Linked DNA regions of Astyanax mexicanus: region 1 is linked to region 2. The links are chromatin contacts, called in public Hi-C maps. All regions are on one chromosome and are shown on one strand. The core of a region is the stretch at or near the end of the contact, and the rest is flanking DNA. Distances in the headings are between cores, read along the strand shown. Region 1 holds the start of morc3a (MORC family CW-type zinc finger 3a). Region 2 holds the start of cmss1 (cms1 ribosomal small subunit homolog).

What was found. Hi-C and Micro-C count contacts between places; a contact is called where the count stands out from the background.
Region 1: a contact with region 2 is called in a Hi-C map of blood, with 14 times the contacts expected there. The contact joins the promoter of morc3a here to the promoter of cmss1 in region 2. A contact is called at or near these places in 2 of 3 Hi-C or Micro-C datasets (blood and muscle).

Annotation. Positions count from the first base shown.
Region 1 is chr11:2,628,103-2,634,249 of AstMex3_surface, forward strand. morc3a (MORC family CW-type zinc finger 3a) reads right to left here and starts at 2,220. Exons shown (of 19, transcript XM_022665631.2): 1 at 2,136-2,220; 2 at 1,063-1,135; 3 at 554-686. The coding sequence starts at 2,174. dop1b (DOP1 leucine zipper like protein B) reads right to left here. Exons shown (of 40, transcript XM_049484718.1): 40 at 3,684-6,147.
Region 2 is chr11:2,308,138-2,313,902 of AstMex3_surface, forward strand. cmss1 (cms1 ribosomal small subunit homolog) reads right to left here and starts at 3,544. Exons shown (of 9, transcript XM_022665661.2): 1 at 3,433-3,544; 2 at 2,175-2,314; 3 at 1-69. The coding sequence starts at 3,481.

The sequences.
Region 1 (6,147 bases), core at 970-3,469, 320 kb after region 2:
ACCAATCAGCGCGTTGCTATTTTAACAGTGCAGCTCTTCTGCGCTTCTCAGCAGAGGAAATTGACTTGCTAGAACAGCAACGCTATTTTATTTTGTATTCTGTTTTTTTGTTTATGTAAAAGTTGGGTTTGCACACTGGTACATATCCATGTGTGTATTTGCCAAGACAGTAATGAATGTCTGACAGTTGACTGTTGTCAGGGTTTTAATCAATCAGTGGCACAAATGTGTTTCCCATTGCCAAGACAGCAACTCACCAGAAATTAGTTACTAGTGTTACTCATCAAACAAAAACAAAAGCCTACAAATGTCCACATTTAGATATTTTTAACAGAATATAGAATTTTTCTAAATATATTCCTTACAAAAACATTGATTACAGTCTTTTATCATTTTCAGATATTTTTTCATGTGTAAAACTACATATATTATAAATGTATTAACTTTTTGAATGTACATCCCAGCAGCTAATGTGAATATACTGGGATTGTAGATGACTATGATCTTAAATATCTAAACCTTTTCTGCCAGCCCACATGAATATTTCTCTCACCTGAGCATTTTGTGCATCTTATCATAATCAATACCAGCTCCATTATCCATAAATGTGAGGCAGTCATGACCTTTAACCTTCGTTTTATCAATCCAGAACTGCCTGGCTTTCACATCTGGATCGTAAGCGTTGTCTGAAAAAAGAAAGAATAAAGAACCTGTTTAAATCTGGGGACTTAATGCGCCTTAATCACAAGAATTATATCTTGTAAAACAAAATCATGTAAAAATCAGGTAAGTCACTGTTACGTGCAACCACTTACTACTTATACACAAAGCTCTCAATCAGTTGTCCATGCAATATGTTAGAGAACTTGTTTAATCCCTTTATCTACACTTATCTCAAACAAAAATAAAGATAAAACAACAAATCGTCCACTCTATTATGACTGAAGTCTCTTAATGTACCTATGCAACACACAGGCTTGTAATTACAATGTAAATACATAACTATAAGTAAGCTTTGTTTAAAAAAAAATGATAAAACAAGCAGAACGAGTGGTAACTTACCGATTAGTTCAGCAACAGCGCTGAAGGGCCATGTGTGGCTGGTGGAGTTTGTGTGCAGAAACTTTGGACAAAGCTTCAAGAAACAAAAACAGAAAATAAAATGTAATTATTTAAACCCACCATCACTTAAATCTGCTACAAAGGTGAAGGAAAATGAACTACAGCTCTGGTTTCTAAATTTTGCTATTAATAGGTTTATGTTTAAGTAAAATGAACATTGTTGTTTTATTCTATTAACCACAAACAACATTTCTCCCAAATTATTCGCATAAAATGAGAAATGGCTGAAATAACAAAAAAGACGCAGAGCTTTCAGACCTCAAATAATGCAAAGTAAACAAGTTTATATTCATGAAGTTTTAAGAGTTCAGCAATCAGTATTCAATTTCATGCATCTTGGCATCATGTTCTCCTCCACCAGTCTTACACACTGCTTTTGGATAACTTTATGCTGCTTTACTCCTGGTGCAAAAATACAAGCAGTTCAGTTTGGTTTGATTGCTTGTGATCATCAATCTTCCTCTTAATTATATTTCCATACTTTTTCAGTGGTCTCTTATTTTTTTATTAGAGATGTATATACTTGCTATATTTTTATATTTATATTTTTTGGGGTATAACTTTTGGCACAACATTCACTTCATACTCCTCCTTCTGGAGTGAATCACAGCACGTCCCTCACAGCGGAGAGAAGAGGAAACGAAACTGAAAGTTATGAATTCATATAATCAGACTGAAGGCGGGAAATCTGCCGTTTTGAATCCGTCAGAAGCGCAGCTCCACCCGGACCACCGCCCGGGCTCGGTCCAGAGTTTCTCTCAGTCTAAAATCTGCTGTTCTGAGATCAGCCCCTCAGTTTCTCTCTATATTACTGTCTGTTTACTGAATGTTAGAGAACAGGACACAGAACAGAAATACAGTCTAACGAAAGAAACAACCCCGACATATTAATTTACCCAATTATTCAATTACCCAGTTACAAAATTAGATATAAATACCTATTCCGCTTCGGGTACACTGTCTAAATTACCTGCAGGAGTTCAAACATTTACTAACAAGAGCAATAAACTCACCGCACTCAGAGGAATGCCTCTGTCTGTTTGCGCCGCCATCTTTCAGGATGACTACATGAGCGCGCATGCGCAGTGTCCGCCCCCGGTCACCACAGATGTTTTAAAAGGGCGAGAGGGTTAAAAGAATCTACGGAATCCCGTTTCCGCCACTTGTAGAAAATAAGAGTCCTCCACTAAGTCATAATTATGAGATAGTAAGTTATTATTTTGAGATACTGAGTCATAATTATAAGATACTTAGTCAGAATTATAAGATATTAAATTACAATTATGAGATAACACCCACAGACTTAGTACCTCATAATAATGACTTACCAACTCATAATCATGACTTAGTATCTCAAAATGATTCAGTATCTCACAATTCTGACTTATTATAGCAAAATAATGACTTAGTGTCTCCAAATAATGACTTAGTGTATCATAATTATGATTTAGTATCTCATAAATTTGCCTAAGTATTTGAAAATAATGACTTAGTATTTCCAAGTCAGTGCAGTTTTGTTTTCCCGCAAAATCTTACAGCACTTCATGCTTCCCTCTGCTACTGACAACTTTTATAGAGATGCGGATTTCATTTTCCAGCAGGACTTGACACACTGCCAAAAATACCAACTGGTCTTATATATTATTTAATTATTTATTATTTAATTTTTCCAAAAAATAAACAATTTTTGGGGGTTTTCATTGGCTGTGAGCCATAATCATCAACAATAAAAGAAAAAAAAAACCACTTAAAATAGATTACTCTACGTGTAATACGTCTATAAAACAGATGAGTTTCACATTTTGAACTGAAAAACTGAAATAAAGAAAGTTTTGCACTTTGGTGTTACTTTTTTCATGCTCCTTTACACTTTTTTTAGGTTTACAGTCCGCCCAATGTCATATGAATTTAGGTATTTCAACATTAAACTGTATTATTATTATTATTATTATTATTATTATTTTAATAATGTAGGCCTATAAGTATGTATGCAAGTAACAGAGGCAAAGAAGGCACTAATATGTAATATCCTGTACTTTACAATAGTGGGTCACATTGAGATTAGAGCCTCTGAAATGTAAAAAGCAATAGGGTCGATATTGTAAAATAAACAATATATTTTTATCACGTCATAAAATCAAAATTAAAATAAAGAAAACACATCTAAACCCTTTAAACAGATTCCATATATAGTGCTTGATGTATGTGTCCGAGACCTATGTACAGTACACTATAGTAAACAAATATACTAGATATTCTTGCTTATAATGGCACTCCAAAACATTGAGGTCATAAAGAAAACACATTTTAAATTATAATTATTTATTATGTGCTGAACATTTGTCACATCATATGAGTTTAGCAAGAAATAAATGACAAAATACATTGATTTTTGAACAAATCAAATTTCAGTAACAAATCAACATCAAAACCATTCCCTTAAAACGTAATGTGCTTTATCCGTTTTTAACTGCGCATTTGATGCATACTGTATAATATGTATATGTATAAGTATATGTTAGGCAGAGAAGCACGTTCTTCCTAAGCACAGTAACTGGGTAATTGGAGTGTAGCTATTATAGTACAGACATGTTTCTGGACTGCTTCATTCACAGTAAGAGAACACACACACAAAAAAATAAAAACGTATTAAGAAATATAGGTTGGGGGTAATCATAACTGACATATAGAAATGCCAGGAAAGGCCCTTATAATCTGCAAACCTGCTGCTCATCACCACTTCCTGAGAACAATAAACTGAAAAAAGATAAAACAATAAAAAAATGTGGAAAAAACAAACAAACAATGGTTTTGGTTTGACAAAAGAGAAAGGAAAGGTGCTTACAATATGTCGACTCCCAAAGACAATAAATAATAACCAGATGATTCTGTTAAATGCTAAATGCAATTACAATTACAGGCTTTAAATACGAATACAATACATCACTTTATATAGTGTAGCAGAGCTATAACTGGATTTTATGATCATGGTTTGGAATTTGAGCAGCACCCACAATCTTCCATTTATTAATATTTCAATATTTTCCATTATTAACCATTGTGTGCTGATCATTGCTGATTTTCCAATGCTTCTGTTTCTGAGGTAATATTTACAATATGGATTAGAATATTCATAAAATATAATACAACAAAAAAAACATAGGGATCAAAATGGAATTTACTTTTTTTTTCTGTGAAAAGAGACTATCACATGTTTAGCTGTAGTTTAAATGTTATGCATTGCTGAATGTGCTGCAATTAGAAGCCATATCTGTTATGGACTACATGTAGAGAAAAAAAGAAAGAAAATTAACCATAAGGATAAAATGGCATCAAAATTATGAGATACATTCATTCCAGAAAGAGCCAGCATCACAGGAACACCACAGAGAATGGAATGCTGTAAAAAATGGAGCACCAAACAGTGACACTGTAGCTGCGTCCCAAAGCCTAGACTGTATTTTTCGGCTGTTATACGTCAAATAAGAGAACAGCACCATAAAAACTGGGAGAAAATTGTGGGAAACAAAGCCTTCAGAGCTTGTTTTAAATTGTTTTGTGCCTCAAATGCAAAAGATGACAACTTTCTGATAAGGAAAGGAATTAGTGCCAAATTAAAAAGTAAGCACTAAAGTGGGAAAATGTAAACGCGAATGTAAATCCACAAAATGCATTGCTTTTCCTCACTAACATGCAGAATACCTGCTAAAATAAAATGCAAAATCACTGTTACATTACATTTCACTGCACTTAATTTTCAATTTCATGTAAGAATCAACAGCTCAACTGCATTATATTCCACTGTGTGTGGCTTCGCTGCGAATGTTTCAAATCAAACCACAATGCACAGGATTACAGTTCGTCTAGGAGCACCGCAGTAATTGTGCCAAAAAGAAATGTAATAACAGTCCAATTAGAAGCCACCACTGAAATTAAGGGTGGGACTGAGAAACCAGTCAGAAGCGAGTACTCAGCTGTGCTTTCAAACAGAGAAAATGTCTTTTGCGACAGAATATAAGGACAAAAAATAAAACACTCTAATTCTATAAATGAAGGCTGCCACAGTTACAGACTAACATAATTCCAATAAATTTTAAGTTTTTAAGTTTTAATGTTTGGTTAATCTTTTTACGTGATGCTTCCACTTATTGAGTTTTACAATGACTGGTTTCTCAGCCCTAAGTTCTGATTGGACAGTGATTAAATTTAATTTTGACACGAATACCACACTGCTCCTAGACGAAATGCAATCCTGTGCATTGTGTTTTGCTGAAATGCATTTAAGCTGATTGCATTTTAAGTGCAATAATTCTGGCACAAATTCAGCGGTGTTTGGTTTTGAAAAAGTCAATTCTTGTATACCATTTTTCAATAAAGAGACCAATAAAGTGCAGTGAAATGAAATCTAATAATATAATAGTGGTTTTGCATTTCATTTTGGCATGTGTTCTGCATGTTAGCAAGGAAAAGCAATGCATTTTGTGTTTTGCATTTATATTTTCCACTATATCACTGTAGTGTTTGCTTTTCAATTTGGCACTAATTCCTCTGGTGAAATCACCAGACTGTTAATTTGTGTAATTTTTAAGATACTAAGGAGGAGTCTTAATAGGACAAACCTAACAACAGCCCACTCCACCTCAACCTAAAATGAATTGGAATGAAGTAACTTTTTAAATTACAGTTTTTGATAAGAATTTATGTAAGAATGATAAATTGAGAATATTTAAAGTAAGGGAAATATTGGCTCAAATTAAAAAACAAAAAACTTTATTGTGCATATCCTTAAATCTACAATTGTAATCTTTATTAAATTAAATAGTATTCACATATAAGCAACTATCCAGTCTTTACAAAAAACACCATTAACCCGATTCCCTCAGCGCTCACTATGCCTTACGTTTATTTCATGCTCACAAAAATAAACAGATAAACAGATAAACAGACACCACGACACGGCGCATGACGTTCCAAACACAATCATGCCGCAGCGTTCCTCACGTTCACTGCACTCCTCACTCAACC
Region 2 (5,765 bases), core at 2,294-4,793:
CTTCTTTATCTTCTTGTCTCCGATCTCTGCCTCTCCTTTTGTTATCTCGTTTGAGATGAAGCATTCTTTCTGTAAACAACAGTAAATTCAAATGTTTAATTTGTGCTACGTAACTGAAAACTAGCACACGCCTCCTTCGATACATGTGAAGTCAGACTCTGCCTCTTTCTGAACTGCTGATGATGCTGTAGCATTGCCGAGTAGCATCACAGCGCTAACGCTCGGAAAAAAGCGAAGCGACTTGGATCTGATACATCAGCTCACAGACGCAGCCTTGTGCTGATCCACATCACCCTAGGAGTGATGAGGGGAAAGAGAGAGTGCCATCTACTGTACTGAACCCACCCAGAGAGAGCAAGAACTACTGTGATCTCTCAGGGCTCCGTAAGCTGATGGCAAGCTGCTTGATCGGGATTTGAACCACAGTTACCACATTATACCACAGTTCCATTATCGCTGTTTATTGAAAGATTTTAAAGCGTTAAAGAGGAACAGAAAATAGGATCTGTTTGGTTATTAAAACTCAACTCAATGCCAGTTAAAATAGTTCCATTGCTTGTCTGTTTGTAGCTATACGCTGTTTGGCTTGTAAGCGCTGCATCGTTGCTAGGTTACCTGTATGTGGCGGAGTAATATATGGAGAGCTTCGGTTACAGTGCATTACCGGCTGATAATGGCACTCGTAGAACGCCTCTCAGCCAATCACATTGCAGGGTCGGAATTAACTGTGGTGTAATGTAAGATAACTTAATAACGTAATTATTTTTGACAGACCTATCTGTAATCTAGGCTAAGCTATCTGGCCTATCAAGACCAACCTTACCTCACTGATGTGTCCCTTCAGAGATTATGCATGCATATTTTAATCAGTGGAGAGTTGCTCCAAGGAGACACTGTTCTATGTTCCCAGCAGGCTAAGCTAATTGTTACTGAGCTTATAAAGCCCATTACACAATTCCAGCCCACTGCTTCCCATCTTACTGGGGCTGAATGGTCTTTTGACTGCCAGTAAAAGAAAGCTGAGTCACTCCTCCTCATGAGGTCTCAACTTGACAGTTCCCCTGATGAAAACCAGCTAATCAAAAGTGGTGAGCAAGCTCCCGCCACCAGCGCATTACTGAGTCTTCCCCAGTGTGAGCCATTCAGAGCCGGTGGTTGCGGTTGGTAAGAGAGCTGATGATTCAGAGAGATTACTCAAGCATCTAATGATACTGGACTCTTTTCCTCATCTCATCTCATCTCATCCTCACATACAGTACAGTCTAAAAGTTTGGACACACCTTCTCTTTTTCAATGCGTTTTCTTTATTTTCATGACTATTTACATTGTAGATTCTCACTGAAGCATCAAAACTATGAATGAACACATGTGGAGTTTTATGTACTTAACAAAAAATGAGCTGAACCTCCACAGTCACCGGACCTGAACCCAATCCAGATGGTTTGGGGTGAGCTGGAGCACAGAGTGAAGAAGACAAAGGAGCAACAAGTGCTAATAAACACCTCTGGGAACTCCTTCCTTCCTTCAAGACTGCTAGAAAACTTTTCATTTCAGGTGGCCACCTCTTGCTCACGAGCTCATTGAGAGAATGATGCCAAGAGTGTGCAAAGCAGTAATCAGAGCAAAGAGGGGCTATTTTGAAGAAACTAGAATATAATTTTTTTTTTTTTTTTTTTTTTAGTTATTTCACCTTTTTTTTTGTTAAGTACATAAAACTCCACATGTGTTCATTCATAGTTTTGATGCTTCAGTGAGAATCTACAATGTAAATAGTCATGAAAATAAAGAAAACGCATTGAAAAAGAGGTGTGTCCAAACTTTTGGCCTGTACTGTATATATCTTCTTATATCTACTCACCACCACACATAACGGTAGCTTTTTAATAGCACTGTGTAGATTCACTGCATGACCAAATAACCCATTAATCTGCCTCATTTGTAGAATGTTTAAACTGTGGGAAAGGCAAAAACTGAGCAAAGACCACTAACCAGATACCCCTCTCCAGAGTAGATCACTCAAACCATTACAGTGACTATCAGCAGGAACATTGGCAAACACTGCTAATTATGAACATAGAGAATACAAGATCACTAACTCAAGCTGATGGTAAAGGCTAATGCATGCAAATAAACAACATGTGAATAAACAAGTAAGCATTTTGAACATATATTACCTGTGCTGTCTTCTTTTTCTTTGCTTTGTCCGGTTTCTTCTGTGTTGTATTTTTTCTTTTCTTTGCTTTTTGCTGTGTGGGCTCCTCCGCTGCTTCCTGTACGTCCTGCTCTTCCTCTTCTTCTTCTAGATCTGACACACCTGAATCAGAAAAATAAAATTTTGTCAGTTCACATGTTACAGAAGGGTGATATAAAACTGTTATAAAATAACTAATAAAACACTAATGTTACAATAATATTTATGACTTTAAGATAAATAGCAATACTGGTTATAAAAAAATCCCTTATAAACTAAATATTAAGTCATACACTCATAGTTCATAGTTTAGCTATTTGCTTCAAACGTGTGACAGACTGTATATACAGCTCTAAAAAAATAGAAATTACTTAAAAATGATGAGTTTCTTTGATTTTAACAAATTGAAAACCTCTGGAATTTAATCAAGAGAAAGATGGATGATCAAATAGCCATCAAACCACCAAACTGAACTGCCTGAATTTTTGCACCAGGAGTAAAGCATAAAGTTATCCAAAAGCAGTGTGTAAGACTGGTGGAGGAGAACATGATGCCAAGATGCATGAAAACAAAAACTGTGATTAAAAACCACCAGGGTTATTCCACCAAATATTGATTTCTGAACTCTTAAAATGTAAAGCTCTGCATCTTCATTTTCTGTAAATAAATGCTCTAAATGAGAATATTTTTATTTGGAATTTGGGAGAAATGTTGTCTGTAGTTTATAGAATAAAACAACAATGTTCATTTTACTCAAACATAAACCTATAAATAGCAAAACTGATAAAAAAAACTGAAGTGGTCTCTTAATCTTTTCCAGAGCTGTATGTATTTAGGGTTGTTAAAGCTTCTGAAGGGCGGGTTTGAGTTGGATATTTTTGTTGGATCTGGCAACCCAGTGTAGCACAGACGGGGAGAACACCGGTACTGAGGACCCACGTGTGTATCGCGGTACAGCTGATATTTAGCCAAAATAACCAGGAAACAGCTAAATATCTGAGAAGCATCGAAGATAATCGATAATCTTAAAGATTAATTTAACGATAATTAACCAATTAAATCCCTTAAAACTAATTAAACTAGCTAATTTACTAAATTCTGTTTATTTACAGATCTGGACACGTGTTTCCCTACAGCTCCACAGCTCAGCTCTGTTTACTGTAACACTCAGCACTCCTGCAGAACCGCGTTATTAACACCGTTTATTAAACTGAATCTGCAGGTAAATCTCAGAATCTCACCTGAATTCGTGTCTTTATTCCACCACTCTTCTCCCAGATCGTCCCCCATCGCGCGCCGCCCTCAATCCGCTACGGTGTGATTCACACCCGCAGATTCGCGCTTAGGAGCTCCAGACCCAGCGAGCAGAAAACAGAAAACGTTAAAACAACGTTTATTTCCCATCATTAATACTGTAGTTACATTTAAATAACGTTGATATGTGCATATCAGTTTTAGTTTGATTCAGCATCGTTTCAACGTTATAGTTTTTTTTTATATGTATTGTTTGTTCATACCTGTCAAGTCTCCCGTTTTGGCCGGGAAACTACCGTATTTTACTCCTCTTTCCCGCCGTCCTCCCGTATTAGTATTTTCCCGTAAATTTCCCGTATTTTATTAAAATAAAAAATATATATATTATTGAGGATACAGGGCACTGACCGCTCTGTGTCTCTTAACCAATCGTGGAGCCGGTTCAAGGAGAAAGTCCCGCCTTTCAGGAGAAACAGCCAATCAGCTTGCAAGAAGGGTCAGTGTGGGGGGAGCCCCGCCCTCCTCGCTGTGAGTTCAGGCAGCTAGTTGGAGCAGCTGATGTTAAAACATACATGCAGCGATTTTTCTAAAAGAAAGGTAACGGTAGTCTAATCATGGAAAATGTGATTAGATTTTTCTGATAGCTGCTTAAAAATACTCCGAAATAAAACACACAGATCAAACCTTTTAAAATAAAAAAAAATACAGCTTGTGACTCACTTTAACTAGAAATGTGGAGAGGACCGACATTAACTGAACTGATCAGGGGTGGAGTGATCAAAAGGAAGAAGTATTAATTAAAAATTATTGTGTAGGCCCCTTAGGACTAATTTTTACTGATGGAATATATCTGGTCCATGTCCTTTTAGTAAAAGCTCATAATACCATTTTTAGGTCACCAACAGTCATTTTGCAGAATTTGTGCACTCTTTGTTCAATTTTAAATCCATTAAATAAATAACAAATATATCATATAAAAGAGTGCATTTATTACAAAAAATACATGAAATCTTAAATAAATAAAAAAAAGATATAGAAAAGGGTTTTTAATTTGGCTGTATTAAAAGAATGACATATGTAGGAATGTACACAACATGTTCAGATTCTGATAATCTAATTGTAGTGTGTAAGTGGTTCACATGTGGTTATTTTAGATTTTTTGTAAACCTGTTTTAAAATGTAAGAGATACTGAACCTTCGTTGGGCTGGTGGGACGGCTTTAAGCGGACAGAGGAAAATATCCCTTATTTTTAAATCTAAAACTTGACAGGTATGTTTGTTTTAAACTTTACGTACTAAATATGTATACATATATAATAGGTTATGTATTTTATTAGTGTTTTATTATTATTATAGACTAAACTGTTGTATTGCAGTGTAGAAAGAAACATTTATTATTATTATTATTATTATTATTATTATTATTATTATTATTATTATAAATAAATAAATAAATAAATAAATAAATAAATAAATAAATAAATAAAATGTATTTATTTGAGCGCTATTGGGAGTGTAGATTCAGAGCCCCAAACATTAAAAAAATAGATGTTCAATAAAGATTGTTAAAAGGATGTTTTCCTACAATCAACCTCATCTATATTAAGATATAGCATTATTGCAACCAAAATAATAACGTTTATTTAATGTTGATCTCCTGCATGTCTTTTTATTTTTTATTTTTATATTTTGGTAATGTATTTAATTTTGTGTCTGGTGTTTTTGTTGTTGTTATCATTCACTTTTTATTACTTTTATTTGTATATATATTTTTATATGTATAAAGAAAGGATAAAAAATAAGACTTTTCCTCAATTAAACTATTAAAGTAAGTATTATAAAAAAATAACAGTCGCCAGAAATTGAAATAAAAAATATATATTTATAACAGCCCGTAGGATCACATATAAACGTGTTATAATATTTTAGACTTTTGCGGAATCAGACAAACTGGGAAAAAGCTGTGTGTATGTGTGTGTGTGTGTGTGTGTGTGTGTGTTGAGGGCCAGAGCTGGTTTATAGCGAGGTCGACCACTCCCTGTCTCCCCCGTTATACCAGAAAATTCCTGCTAACCGCTAGAGGGCGCCCGCGAGCGAGTCCGATGGATGGATGGATGGATGGATAGATGGATGGATGGATGGATGGATGGATGGATGGATGGATGGATGGATGGATGGATGGATGGATGGATGGATACTTTATTGATCCCAAAGGAAATTCTGGACATCCAGTAGCAGATATACCTAGTACCCAGAAGTTATAAAAGAATGATAAGATATAATGATAATTGTATATAATACAATACAGCATAATAAAATA